3 separate regions of the Sus scrofa genome follow, and regions 2 and 3 are each linked to region 1. Evidence: chromatin contacts called from public HiChIP or PLAC-seq data. All regions are on one chromosome and are shown on one strand. Each heading gives the region's core, a stretch centred on a gene start, on an enhancer-like site or on the middle of the called end of the contact. The rest is flanking DNA. Distances are from core to core; before and after follow the strand shown.

Evidence for each region. HiChIP or PLAC-seq counts read pairs in DNA pulled down with a chosen protein or histone mark.
Region 2: an H3K27ac HiChIP or PLAC-seq map of skeletal muscle shows a contact between it and region 1. The contact joins two enhancer-like sites. A contact is called at or near these places in 1 of 47 Hi-C or Micro-C datasets (skeletal muscle) and 1 of 2 datasets of contacts at active chromatin or transcription factors (skeletal muscle).
Region 3: a contact with region 1 is called in an H3K27ac HiChIP or PLAC-seq map of skeletal muscle. The contact joins two enhancer-like sites. A contact is called at or near these places in 1 of 47 Hi-C or Micro-C datasets (skeletal muscle) and 1 of 2 datasets of contacts at active chromatin or transcription factors (skeletal muscle).

The regions. Positions count from the first base shown.
Region 1 is chr1:189,786,235-189,790,568 of Sscrofa11.1, forward strand. The region is part of intron 6 of MNAT1 (menage a trois homolog 1, cyclin H assembly factor (Xenopus laevis)); the gene reads left to right. Among named protein-coding and RNA genes, the nearest start is that of MNAT1, 98 kb to the left of the region's middle. Within about 2 kb of position 3,022, at least 8 of the 83 cell types and tissues checked have an H3K27ac peak or open chromatin away from gene starts, as enhancers often do. A contact at or near this core is called in skeletal muscle, where this site is marked.
Region 2 is chr1:190,048,125-190,052,496 of Sscrofa11.1, forward strand. No RefSeq gene overlaps it. Among named protein-coding and RNA genes, the nearest start is that of TMEM30B, 120 kb to the right of the region's middle. Within about 2 kb of position 2,312, at least 19 of the 83 cell types and tissues checked have an H3K27ac peak or open chromatin away from gene starts, as enhancers often do. A contact at or near this core is called in skeletal muscle, where this site is marked.
Region 3 is chr1:190,130,665-190,134,933 of Sscrofa11.1, forward strand. No RefSeq gene overlaps it. Among named protein-coding and RNA genes, the nearest start is that of TMEM30B, 39 kb to the right of the region's middle. Within about 2 kb of position 2,492, at least 4 of the 83 cell types and tissues checked have an H3K27ac peak or open chromatin away from gene starts, as enhancers often do. A contact at or near this core is called in skeletal muscle, where this site is marked.

The sequences.
Region 1 (4,334 bases), core at 1,772-4,271:
TGGCTAGATATAGTTCCCTGTGCTATACAGGAGGATCTTACTGCTTAATTCCAAATGTAGTAGTTTGCATCTATTAACCCCAAGAGCCCCACTCCCTCCCCCTCCCCCTTGGAGGTTCCCAGGCTAGGAGTCTAATTAGAGCTATAGCTGCTGGCCTATGCCACAGCAACAGCAGCACCAGAGCTGTGTCTGTGACCTATACCACAACTCACGGCAGTGCCAGAGCCTTAACCCACTGAACGAGGCCGGGGATTGAACCCTTGTACTAGTCAGATTTGTTAAATGCTGAACCATGATATGGGAACTCCTCTGTGCTATATTTAAGGTAATTAATGTTTTATAGATTGTTAGCCTAGGATTCTACCCTCATTCAAAATTTTGTTTCTGCAGGAAGATGTTTTGAGCTCATATGTGCAGACGTTTGAAAGGTTACCATTCATATGTTGATAGTTGCCTGTGGTAATTTTGTCTGGTGGTAGCAACTAAGGGTGGTCTGTGGAAATGGTGCAAAATATTCCTCTTTTTTTCCCTCATGATGAAGTTGATGATACAGTTGCATTTTGTGGACAGTTGACTTTGCCATGTCCTTTAGTTATATTTTATTTAATCTATTAAAATAATTTTATAGGTGAAACTGAGTCTTGTTTAGAAAAAAAGATGCTCAAGGTAGAACTGGGATTTGACTCTGGACTCCAAAGCCCTTGTTTTAAATATATTCTATGGGGGATGTGTAATATGGGGAGTGTAAAAGAATGGGGAGCTGTAAGCCAATAGAATATTTGCTTTCATTCTTGCTGGAAAGAAGAGAGAGACATAGATGGGAAAGCTGTTGTAGTGTGAAGAACTGAAATAAATGGAGACTGGGATTGTTCTTACAGCTGCTTTAAGTTATTTGGAGGTTAACCTGGGTTAACCTGCTTGACATTAAAACTATGGGTTCTTTGAATTAATTTTAATTATGTGTAAACATTCATATATTAAATAGTATCTTTAAAATAAGCATTACTACATTTAAAATGGTTCCAAAATGAATCCATAAATGGTAATATAAGTTAAAAAATACAAAGTTAAAGTAAGTAAGTTTAACATTAGCTATGGTATAAATAATGGTGAATGTAAGTGTACCTTTGAGTCATTAAAATGTCTTAAAAAAAGATAACAGCATGTAACCAGAACATTAGAAACCATAGCCATGGTCAAGAGTACTTTTGGATATTATGGAAATCTTGAATCACAGGCATTTTAAAATGAATTAAAGCGTTTAGGCATTTAAAAATACCACCAGTGTTGACATAGTGTTAGAACATGGTGTAAGATAAAATCTTGAGACATTTTTAACGTATTTAATTCATGTTTTATAGTTACTCTTATCAATTTTTATGCTGCCTCAAGTAGTATAAATATTATGAGCAAAACTGGTAAGTAATTTTCATGCATGTTAATTATATCTATTTAAAGATGTAATGCCTGCACAAACTTAAAATTTAATGTAATTAGTTTTTTCTGAAACATTGCGTATTTCAAGAAAAAATGTTTCCTTTTTAGTTATGAATTTAAAAAAATGCCCAAACTCATGAACTTATAATTGTATTCCCTAGACAGAGGGAAAGAATAATAGATTGTTTAAAACGTATTTTCTTAGGTCTGGAGAATATGAATTTATTGCTTAGATGTTGAACTTTAATGAAAGAAATTTCTAATTTAACTCTCCAGTTATTTTGTCTTTACAGAATATATTTGATGCCATCTCTAAACATGTCTCTTTCACTCACTGTGAACCTCTGATTCCTAAAAACATATCACTAGATTTTTTTTCACCATTAAAAAAAAAATCAGTTCATCAGTCAATCTTTAAAAAAATTAATTTTAACTTTTAAATTAAAATTTTTTTATCTTGCAAAACACACATACATAAGATTTGCCATCTTATCCATTTTTAAATGTGTAGTTCAGTAATACTAAATACATTTGTATTATATAACTATAATCAATCTCCATAACTGCTTTCATCTTGTAAAACTGAAATTCTGTGTCCATTAAGCAATACTCTCTGCTCCCTTCCCCATCATATGTCTACAGGCATTTTTCCCCCCAAATATACTCTTGATAGTAATGAAAAAATTAGAAGAATTTATAGCAAGGAAGTATTCATCTGAATCAACATATTTTAGTTTGCTTTATGTTGAACAGTTAGCTGATAAGCTAGTTTGAACCTGTTTCAGGATAGAATTCTTTTGAGGTTACAGTAATTTCTTTGTTTTCAACAGTCAGGTCTTAATGACAGATCAATTAGCAAATACTGAAGAATTAATGGAAATGGTATGGTATAAGAGATACTTCTTAGAGCTCAAGGAATTCTTCCTTCCCCCAGGGTATCAGATTTGTTGAAGTCAGGAAATAGCCTGGCAGCAGTCGTGTGTATCAGAGCTAACTTCAAAATTCTTCAGAAATGGGAAGTGTTTTTAAAATGCCATGGGAAAGCTAATTAAAACTGAACTTTGAAATTAAAAAGAAAACATAAAACAGTGTAAAAGTAAAGGCTAAAGTTTTCTCTGAAATGTTTTTAAAAGACCTGTAAGAGTGCTGTAGAAAGATTTTTTTAAACCTATTTTCTTAAATTATGGATCCTTGAAGACACGTGTTTATTACTTCACTGCATTGACCTTGCTAAAAACAGCAAGGCAGGAATGAATATTCAAAATGTTATTATTTTTGATCAAATATTAAGAGACTAACCTTAACAACTGAGTATGTATGTTTTGTGTGCTAGCTTTTTCCTAATGTAAAATGAATCTCAATATGCCATATGATTGGTGACAAGTAAGAAACTCTTTGTGCAGTTAAGAGAAGATCTGTTTATTTAAGAGCTCTCAAAGGTTGTAAAAGATTATACTTGGCTATATGTGAAGGATAAATGTTGTGCAATAATACCCCTTAGTTCCCCTTTTATAATAAATCTCAGCTGTGTGTTCAGCACAAGGGCTTAGTGCCAAAAAGAACAGGTTCAACTTGTCTGTGAAGATTTGCACCACAGTAAAGTGCACAACTGCCTTTGTAGAGGTCATTGCGGTAGTCACAGGCATGTACAGTTGAATGAAAGAAACTTTAAAAACATGTAGAACAGATAGTGTTACTTAAGATTCAAGGATTAATGTTAACTTAAAACATTAAAAGGATGGACAATCATAAAGAGAACTGTCACATGCATTTTTCACTTTATATACATATGTTTATATATCAAAGAGATTTAAAATAATTTCTTTGGCACCTAGTTCCAGGGTATTTAAAGAACTTCAGTATCACTTTTATAATAATTGCCCAGCCTTGGAAACACTGATTAATGTTTGTTAAATTCTGGACAGTGCTCTGAACAGAGAATATGATATGACGATGGTAGAACAAAGTATTCAGGTGTGTGTGTGTGTGTGTGTGTGTGTGTGTGTGTGTGTGTGTGTGTGTGTTGGGAGTTAGGGTAGAGGATGAAAAGTCAGATGTGATCTCTAGGAGAACGCCTCTGTGACATCTTTTTTCTGAATTTAGGATTGAAAGGTTCAAAATTAACAACAAAGAAAATGCTCTCATATTTATGTAATATGACCCTTCTCCCCAAATATCTCACAAACACTTTCATATCATTTGTGGTAAGTAGAAATAATTCAAAAATAGCAGGTGGAGAGACTATAAGGCCCATGACTCCAACCTATAGAAGTTTTGGGTTTAGTATAAAAAATGCCAGAAAATGATAAAACTATGTAATTAAGTAGGTGCACAGCTTACGTAGAGTTGTGTTTTTACCTAGAGTTGTATTTGATTACACATAGAGTGACTATTTCTTTTGCCTTTTTAAAAAAGTGGTGATCAAAATGGACGGCAGCCATTGGTTTCGGTATGGAGATTAATTAGTAATCTTTAGAATTCGCTTCAGCAAATGCAGCTGATTGGCAGTAGCACCTGTGTCAGCAACTGGTAGAGTGTTAGTGCTTTTATCAAGCCTATAATTTCCAGAAGGGCTTCAAAGCTGTGTTCATTAAAGTCTCCCATGCTAATTGCTTTCTTTGTGTTTTAAGGCACTGTTTTACTAAATGAACCTCTCTATGTCATGTAGGTATTTATTTATGAAGCTTATAAAATAGTTAGTTTTTGTTTGTTTTTCTTTTTTTGGCTGTCCTATGACATATGGAGTTCCTGGGCCAGGGATCAGATCTGAGCCAAAGTTTCGACCTGTGCTGCAGCTGTGGCAGTGCTGGATCTGTGCCTGTATCGAAAATTTGTGCTGGCACTGCAGAGATGCAGCTGATCACAGTGTGCCACAATGGGAACTCCAAAAGTTAGCT
Region 2 (4,372 bases), core at 1,062-3,561, 260 kb after region 1:
GACAGACACACATAGCAGGCGTGTGCAAACACACAGGCACCCACATGTGTGCACACATAGGTGTGGAACCCCAGGCAGTCTGGGAAATCACAGGACTCACATTTTCAGAATGCTGACATCCCTAAAGCCACCAGGAAGGGAACCCTAAAGCACGTGGCATTCCGTCTCTATAAATGCAGTTATTATTTCTGTTAGTAATAACAACGAGGGGGCAGTAAGTCATTTGAATGCTGCCAGATTTATACTGCATGTAGTTCAGCTCCCTTGCCAAGGTGCTCTGACTCTAAGATCAAGCTCAGGGTTTGCTTTGTCTCTCACGTCTGTTGAGCCTTTGACTTAGCAAATGGGGACATGTCAGCTACTCTGCAGGAATGTTGCAAAAGATGTACACAAAGCTCCTAGCTGTGCCCAGCATGTGCCGAGAGCCAAAGGACAGTTATTTTGACCAAAGCGTTTTCTGCTATTCTCTGAAAAGTTTATTGGGGGTGATTTATTCCGAATAGCTATGGGTAGGATGAGAAGTGTTTCAGCATGGTGGTTGAGAGTACAGAGTCTGGTATCAGATTTATACAGGTTTGTATGCTGGTTCTACCACATCAGGGGGCCTCTCTGAACCTTGGGTACTTTTTCTATAAAATGAGGTGAATCATACCTACTTCATAGAGTGGTGGGGAGTGCTTATGACCATGCCAGCAGAGAGCTTAGCACAATGTGTGCACGTAATAGGTGTGACCATCAATGTGCTTATGCTTACCATCAATTTGGTAAGTATTTCTATGCCCCAATGAGAGATGGGGAGACTCAATTACAGAGTGGCTGTGGGACAGGACCCAAAGACACCCTGGCTCTTCCCAGAGGCTACTAGCAAGTGTCCTTTGGTCAAAACCACTGGTTGAGTTTATGGGATGGAGCCTTACCGAGGGTGGCAGGGACAGGGCTTTTAGGACCTGGGGATATCTTTAGGACACATGGGGTGGGGGGTGAGCAAAGGAGGAGGTTTGGAGTCAGTCTCACACTGGTGCTCACACACTGTTTAGCCCTTAGAAAGCTGCGGCTTCTGGTGGTCTGAGTCTGAACACATTTTGACCCAGAATTACTCTGTGACACAGCTGGACCAAGAGGCTAGGGTCCTGGTTTCTAGTCTTTGGCTATTTTACTGAGGAGGCTTCTTGTTAGGAAGAGACTCCCTCAGCCAGTAGGGAAAAATTATCCCGAAACCACCAGTTTTCATTCCATCAGCAGGTTTCTTCTCTTTTTTCCTTTGTTAAAAGAATTGTTATTGGTTCTCTGAGCTTGCTCTTTGCCAAAAGCTTTCCAAAAAAATTCTTGTAAGATCAAGCTCTCCCAGGCTTCTTGATGGGGTTGGTGTGCAGTAGCCCCTCTAACTTCTGGCTTCCGGTCAGCATCACAGTTTGGTAAAAAGTTATGGGGATGGTGGGGGTGGGAGGGGGGAGGAATCACATGACTGGAGAGGCCCCTGAGAGCTGGTAAAGTGACCATCTTTTGAAGAAGTTACGTATGTTAAAGAACCTCGGCCTACAGCTGCTGCTGAAGGACTTAAAATCCAGGATGGTGGGTTCTCAGAGCCATTGTGAATCTGGAGATGTTTTCATAAAGGCTGCAAAAACAAACATTCCTGGTTGAAAGCAGGAAGCTACGTGCATTTAAAACCCACCCTCTGTTCCAATAACACCACGGTTCTGAGCTACCCCTGATGGATCAGCAAGGGAGGGAAAAACTCCTTCATTTCCCCACATCCTTGCTGGGCATGGAGGGGCAACTCTCACTCAGTTTTGCAGCCCTGCAAGGCTTTGAACTTGAAACAGCAGCGTCCCAGGGCTTTTACAAATGAGCCACAGCAGGCTGGTTGTGTGCTGTGGATTCATGGGCTGCCGGGGGAGGGTTAATATCTCTTGCAATTACAAATCAGAAAAAAGCCTGCATTCTTCTTCACTGCGCCTGCTTCATACATCCTTGGCAGCTGGGCTTCCCAATGCTTCATTTAGGCCCAGGCCCGTGAAGGGTCGGATCAGCAGACGCGGGCCATCAGGCGGCCATGTTAAGCCCTTGGCCTGGGTCCCCACTCGCTATGCTCGGGTGAGACAGACGGGCCTTTGTGTGCCTGGAGCCGACTAAGCCAGGATGTGACGGTGAGCTGGAATCTGACCTTTCGTGGGCTCCAGCACCTGTCAAAAAAAAAAAACGAACAAGCTTGGGGTGTTTTTTCCGCTCGGGACTTAAATGCCAGTTCTGTGACTCCCTCACAGTGGAACGGTGCCAAGGCAGTTGTGGTCAAGTCCGGCTCTCGGAGGAGCAAAGCTGACACTGAGTGATGGACGGCCCTGCGTTTCTGAGGCCTGGCCAGCTCTCAGCTCAGGAGGAATTCAAGCTGAACTGTGGACTCCAGTATCTGAGTGAGGATACTTGGAGCAGAGCAACACGGCCGTATTACTCTGGCAACCTTCAGAGTGTGTGCGTGTATGCGCACGCATGTGCACACCTGTATGTAATACATATTGGAACAAACACCCAGTCATGGTGACCCTGACAGTGGTGGCCATCAGAGGACAATTTTTCTTTTTTGCCTCTTAGGGCTGCACCCTCGGCATATGGAAATTCCCAGGCTTGGGGTCATCAAAGGTACAGCTGCAGCCACAGCCACAGCAACATGGGATCTGAGCCATGTTTGCAACCTACACCACAGCTCATGGCAACACCAGATCCTTAACACACTGAGTGAGGCCAGGGATTGAACCCGCATCCTCATGGATGCCAGTCAGATTGTTTCCACTGTGATGCAACAGGAACTCTGATCAAGGGACAGTTTTGACAGCCCCCTCTTGACCTGCCCCTGCAGTCTGAGTATGAAGGTACTGGTCAGCCTTGGGGTGGACTCGGCCACTTAGGATGTGCAGGACCAGTGAGGGCAAATAGTTTAATCTTCTTGAACCTTGACTTCCTCAGCTGTTAAGTAGGATAAAAATGCCTAATTCCAAGGGTTATGTTAGTGTGGATTAAATAACATATACCAGTCATGAGCCCCTTGCCTAAGCACCTTGGAGATCCTTGGTCACCATTCCCTCCCCTGCTGCAGGTCAGGCTGGGGCAGGAGGAGGAATAAGGGTGCTCGTTGCCATTGATCCTTGATTGCCTCAGGCACATCCTACCCCGATCCTGGAAGAGGGGCTGACCCAGCCTGTTGCTGCCTTCAGGTGTGGGAGGACAACTTTCCACCCAAGTGTCACCTCAGAGGGTCAAGTTCAGGGCTTCTTGGGTGGCCTGGTCTTCAGCTGCCAGAAGGACCTGGAGGCCTGGGTGTGGATCTATGGTTGGTGCCCTCACCTGCACTCTGAATAGGTTCAGAACCATTCAAGTGGAGCAAGGCTGATGCATGCCAACCTCCCAGTCCTGGAGCTTTTCCCTTTGCAGGGAAGATGGCCACTGTGCCTGCAGCCTTGACTCTGGAGATCCTGCATCTGCAGAGATGTCAAGCTGCTTCATTTCATAGACTAGCTAAGCTATATGAAGTAGCAGCATGGGTGGAAGGGAATGTCCACGGTTAGACAGGTGCCTGCCCCAAGGCCTGAGACATGCAGAAGACGGCAATGAAAAATCTCATCATCATTTTCAAGCCTCTGAATATTTAAAAAATATGTAAACACCTATCTTTACAAATCCGCTTTTGTATTATATTGCTCAAAATGGACATTATATTTTGGAAATGAAGTTTCAGTGCCTTTGTTTGACTTTATCACATCTCATGACGATAGCTGCAGTTTTTGGTTTTGCTTTTTTAATCAGATTTGGAGAGTAGCTCAGGTGGTATGACAGAAAAGGCAGGCTCTGCCCTGAGGAATCTCAAAGGAATAGGGCATCATTTTCTGGAGGGAATGAAACTGAAATTTGGCAACAGGTAGCTGTGACTGGCAGCTGGGGAGCACTGGCCCCAAAACTAAGACACTGGGCCAAGAAAGCAAATAGAAGCGTAGGAGCCCTCATTTGGAATGTGGTTGTTGATTTGCAACAAGCTATTTCTCACATGGGCAGCTCTGTGTAGTTGGTCTAGTGTGAGTAGGAGGAAGACTTAAATGAACCTTTCTCTTAAAGAGCATGGGGTTGGCTAGTTAGTAAACACGCATAGGCTTTCAAGACCATTACTTTTGTATAATTTAATTTTTAAAAGATACTATTACTTGTTCAGACTGTACATTTTGTAGCCATTTGTTCCTAATATTTGAAACACATAGTTTGCCTTGTGCCAAACATTTCCCTTTAAATATAATCACTTTTTTTTTTTTCCCTCGAAAAGATTCCCCTCAAGAAGCGTCTGTTGTCCCCATTTCACAGCTAATGACAGAGGCTTAGGGAGGTT
Region 3 (4,269 bases), core at 1,242-3,741, 340 kb after region 1:
CTTGACCCCAAAATTCAATTGCTAGGATTTTATACTATGGGGATAGTAGTATAAATATTTATATGAGAGAATATTCCTTGCAGAATTATTTATAATAGCCCCCCCCCCAGTGGAAATTATCTAAACACTCTGAAATAGGGGATGGGTTAAATAGAATACAACGGGAATGCCAAATAGCCACTCAGAACTTTCCTTAGAGAAGAATTTAAGAGCAGTGAGACATAAGGAGTCCTTCAGATTACAGACTTCAGAGGCCCTGAATTTGAGCTGTTATATGAGGGTGGTGATGTCAATCTTACAGAGGTATTGTTAGGACAACTGAGGTAGAGAAGATAAAAATGGGAGTGAAAATGAGATCAGTGGGATGATGATGACACTGTTGGGTAAAGAAAGCAGATGGCCAGTATAATCACAATGTATCATTTATTTAAATGTTATACATATGTATATCTTTAATACCTATACATCTTTAATATGTGTATATGTATATACAGTATATATGTATATATGTATGTGATTTGCATAGGAAAAAGACTGGAAGGATATACACAAAATTTTAAAAGTAACTAGTTCTGGGTAGTGGAATTACAGGTGAATTTGATTTTCTTATTTTTCTGTATTTTTCAAATTTTAAAATTCTGAACATGTATGGATTTTGTCCTCAGAAAATTCCATAAACAAACAAATAATAAAATAACAAAATAAACAGATGGGACCTAATTAAACCTAAAAGCTTTTTTTGCCACAACAAAGGAAGCCATAAAGAAAATGCAAAGACAAACTGGAGAATGGGAGAAAATATTTGTAAATGATGCAACTGACAAAGGCTTACTTTCCAAAATATACAAACAGCTTATACAGCTCAATAACTAAACCCCCAAACAATCCAATCAAAAAATGGGCAGAAGATGTAAACAGACATTTCTCCAAAGACGACATACAGATGGCCAAGAGGCACATGAAAAGATGCACGACATCACTAATTATTAGAGAAATACAGATCAAAACTACAATGATCAAAACTACAACCTCATGCCGGTCAGAAATGGCCATTATCAAGAAGTACACAAATAATAAATGCTAGAGTGGGTGTGGAAAAAAAGGAAACACTCTTATACTGTTGGTGGGAATGTGAACTGGTACAACCACTCTGGAGAACAAAATGGAGATTCCTTAAAAAAATAAAAATAAAGCTAACATATGATCCAGGAATCCCACTCCAAGGTATATATCTGGAGAAAACTATAGCTTGAAAAGATACATGTACCCCAGTGTTCATAGCAGTGCTATTTACAATAGCCAAGACATGTCCATTGACAGATTGAATGGATACAGAGGATGTGATACATATACACAACGGAATACTTCTCAGCCATAAAAAAGAACAAAATAATGCCATTTGTAACAACATGGATGGACCTAGAGATTATCATACTGAGTGAAATTAGACTGACAAAGGCAAATATCATATGATATCACTTATATGTGGAATCTGATAAAAATGATACGAATAGGAGTTTCCATCATGGCTCAGTGGTTAATGAATCTGACTAGGAACAATGAGGTTGCAGGTTTGATCCCTGGCCTTGCTCAGTGGGTTAAGGATCTGCCCTTGCCATGAGCTGTGGTGTAGGTCACAGATGTGGCTTGGATCCTGCGTTGTTGTGGCTCTGGCAAAGGCCGGCAGCTACAGCTCCAATTAGACCCCTAGCCTGGGGACCTCCATGTACCGCGGGTGCAGCCCTAGGGGGAAAAAAACCAATGATACAAATAAACTTATTTTCAAAATAGACTCACAGAAAACAAATTTATGGTTACCAAAGGGGAAAGGGGGGAAGGGTTATAAATTAGGAGTTTAGGAGTTTGGGATTAACATATTTGCACTATTACATATAAAGTAGATAAACAACAAGGACCTACTTACTATATAGCACAGGAAACTACATCTTGTAATATCCTATAAGGGAAAAGATCTGAAAAATATATATACATATGTATGTATAACTGAATCACGCTGCTGTACACCTGAAACCAACACAACATTGTAAACCTATGATACTTTAATGAAAAAGAAAAAGAATATTTCATACCATCAGGAGTAAAATCCACTGTTTAACCTTGGTATTAAAAAGGCTAAACCTGTTTTCTATGAAAAACATGGATTTGCAAGGCTGGGGGTGGGAGCTAACATGCACCACACAACAAGTCTCTTTAAGCTGGGGAGAGACTGTGGGAAGACCCACCTCTCAGGAAGGTCCAGCTGCTGGAACAAAGTCCCACTATAGCGAGAGACTAGAACTGTGAGCTCTGCCTGCCATTGTTTATCTGAGGTGCTTGAATGGGTGAGCAGCTTTCTCAAAATCTGTGTTGGGCTCTGATTACCTAAGCTGCTCACTGTTTGTGTCAATGGCTATTTTACCCTGTCCTGAATTGGAAGGAGCCCGTTGACAGAACAGCTTATATAACTGAAATCTGAGACCGAAAGAAGGATTTGGCCGGGACCGTCGATTGCATAGGAGGGTGGGTTGGAAAGGAAACGTCTAGAGCAAGAGGCTCTTATTTTTGAGGCAGTGAATTAGAACAAAGTGCACTCCACCTAACCACAGTCACACACACAGTGGGATCTAGCCCACTGACAGAAATGAGTTCTATTCCTTCTTCCGGGGAGGGAATAGCACACTTTGTCACCTAGGATGGGACCAGGTTCACACACGCATGCAAGGAAGTGGTGAAAATGCCACATTTAATAGTCACCCCATTGCCTGTGCCCCATTGACATTCCAACCCCTTTCTGTTTTTTAAAGCTTGAAGACATTTTCATTAAGGGTTTTTGGGGTGGGGTTTTATTTTTGCAAGAGTGGGTGTGTTTGTTGTCTTTTTTCCTCTTTGAAAACTATCTCATTTTTTTCCCCCTTTTTCCCTTCCTGAATTTTAATGGGCCTGAAAGTAGGAGTCTGCCAGAATCTGAACATTCAGAGAAAAAAAGATCTTCCTCTCTCGAAAGCCAGCCTAGTGTGCATTTTTCAGGTCTTTCTCCCACACCCACTCAGCTTGAACTGGGTAGGCCATGGTGGTGCTGGCCGAGGCTGCAAGCTGTAGTGCCTACACTTCCTGTTTTGTCTCTCACCTCATCTAGACACTAAGGTAGACTCAGTTTTCATCTCTGAGGCTCTGTTATTTCAGTCTCTGGTCTCAGTGTCACTTAATCAGGAAAATGCTAATTCCTCAGCAGGGAGAGGAAAGTCATAATTCTGTGCTTAGCTTTATATTAAATCCCCTAGAATCCACTGAACAAGTAGCCTGAGCTCTTACCTCTATTTTTCCATCTGTAAAAGGAGGAGCTGTGAAGTTTATTTAATCCTCATACGCAGTAATCCCTGAGAGCCATCTGGGAACAATTTAGGTTGTGTCTCATTATCTCAAAGGGTGTATCAGAAAGTATCAGATCATGAAACTGCACTCATCTTTTAAAAAAATTTTATTGGGGTGTAGTTGATTTTAAAGGTTGTGTTAGCTTCAGGTTTACAGTGGAGCGAATCAGCTATGTACATACATATATCCATTCCTTTTTTTCCCCCATATAAGTTATTACAGAACATTGAGCAGACCTTCCTGTGCTATACAGCAGATACTTGTTAGTATAGTAGTGTGTATGTGCCAACTCCATCCTCCCCATTTATCTTAATTCCCCCAACCCTAAATTTAATTTTGAAATCTTTGAGTTTGTTTCTGTTCTATGAATAAGTTCCTTTGTATTTTATTAGATTCCACATATAAGTGATGTCATATGATATTTTCTTTCTCTGATTTACTTCACTTAACATGATCACCTCTAGGTCCATCTATGTTGCTGCAAATGGCATTATTTCATTCTTTGTTATGACCAAGTAATATTCCATTGTATATATGTACCACATCTTCTTTATTCATTTCTCTGTTGACAGACATTTAGGTTGTTTCCATGTCCTGGCTATTGTAAACAGTGCTACAGTAAACATTGGGATGCATGCATATTTTCAAATTATGGTTTTCTCTGGATATATGCCCAGGAGTGGGATTGTTGGATGGTATGATAGTTCTATATTTGGTTTTTTAAAGAACCTCCATACTGTTGTCTATAGTAGTTGTACCAATTTACATTCCCACCAACAGTGTAGGAGGGTTCCCTTTTCTCCACACCCTCTCCAGAGTTTCTTATTTTTAGACTTTTTGATGATGGCTATTCTGACTGGTATGAGGTGATACTCCATTGTAGTTTTGATTTGCATT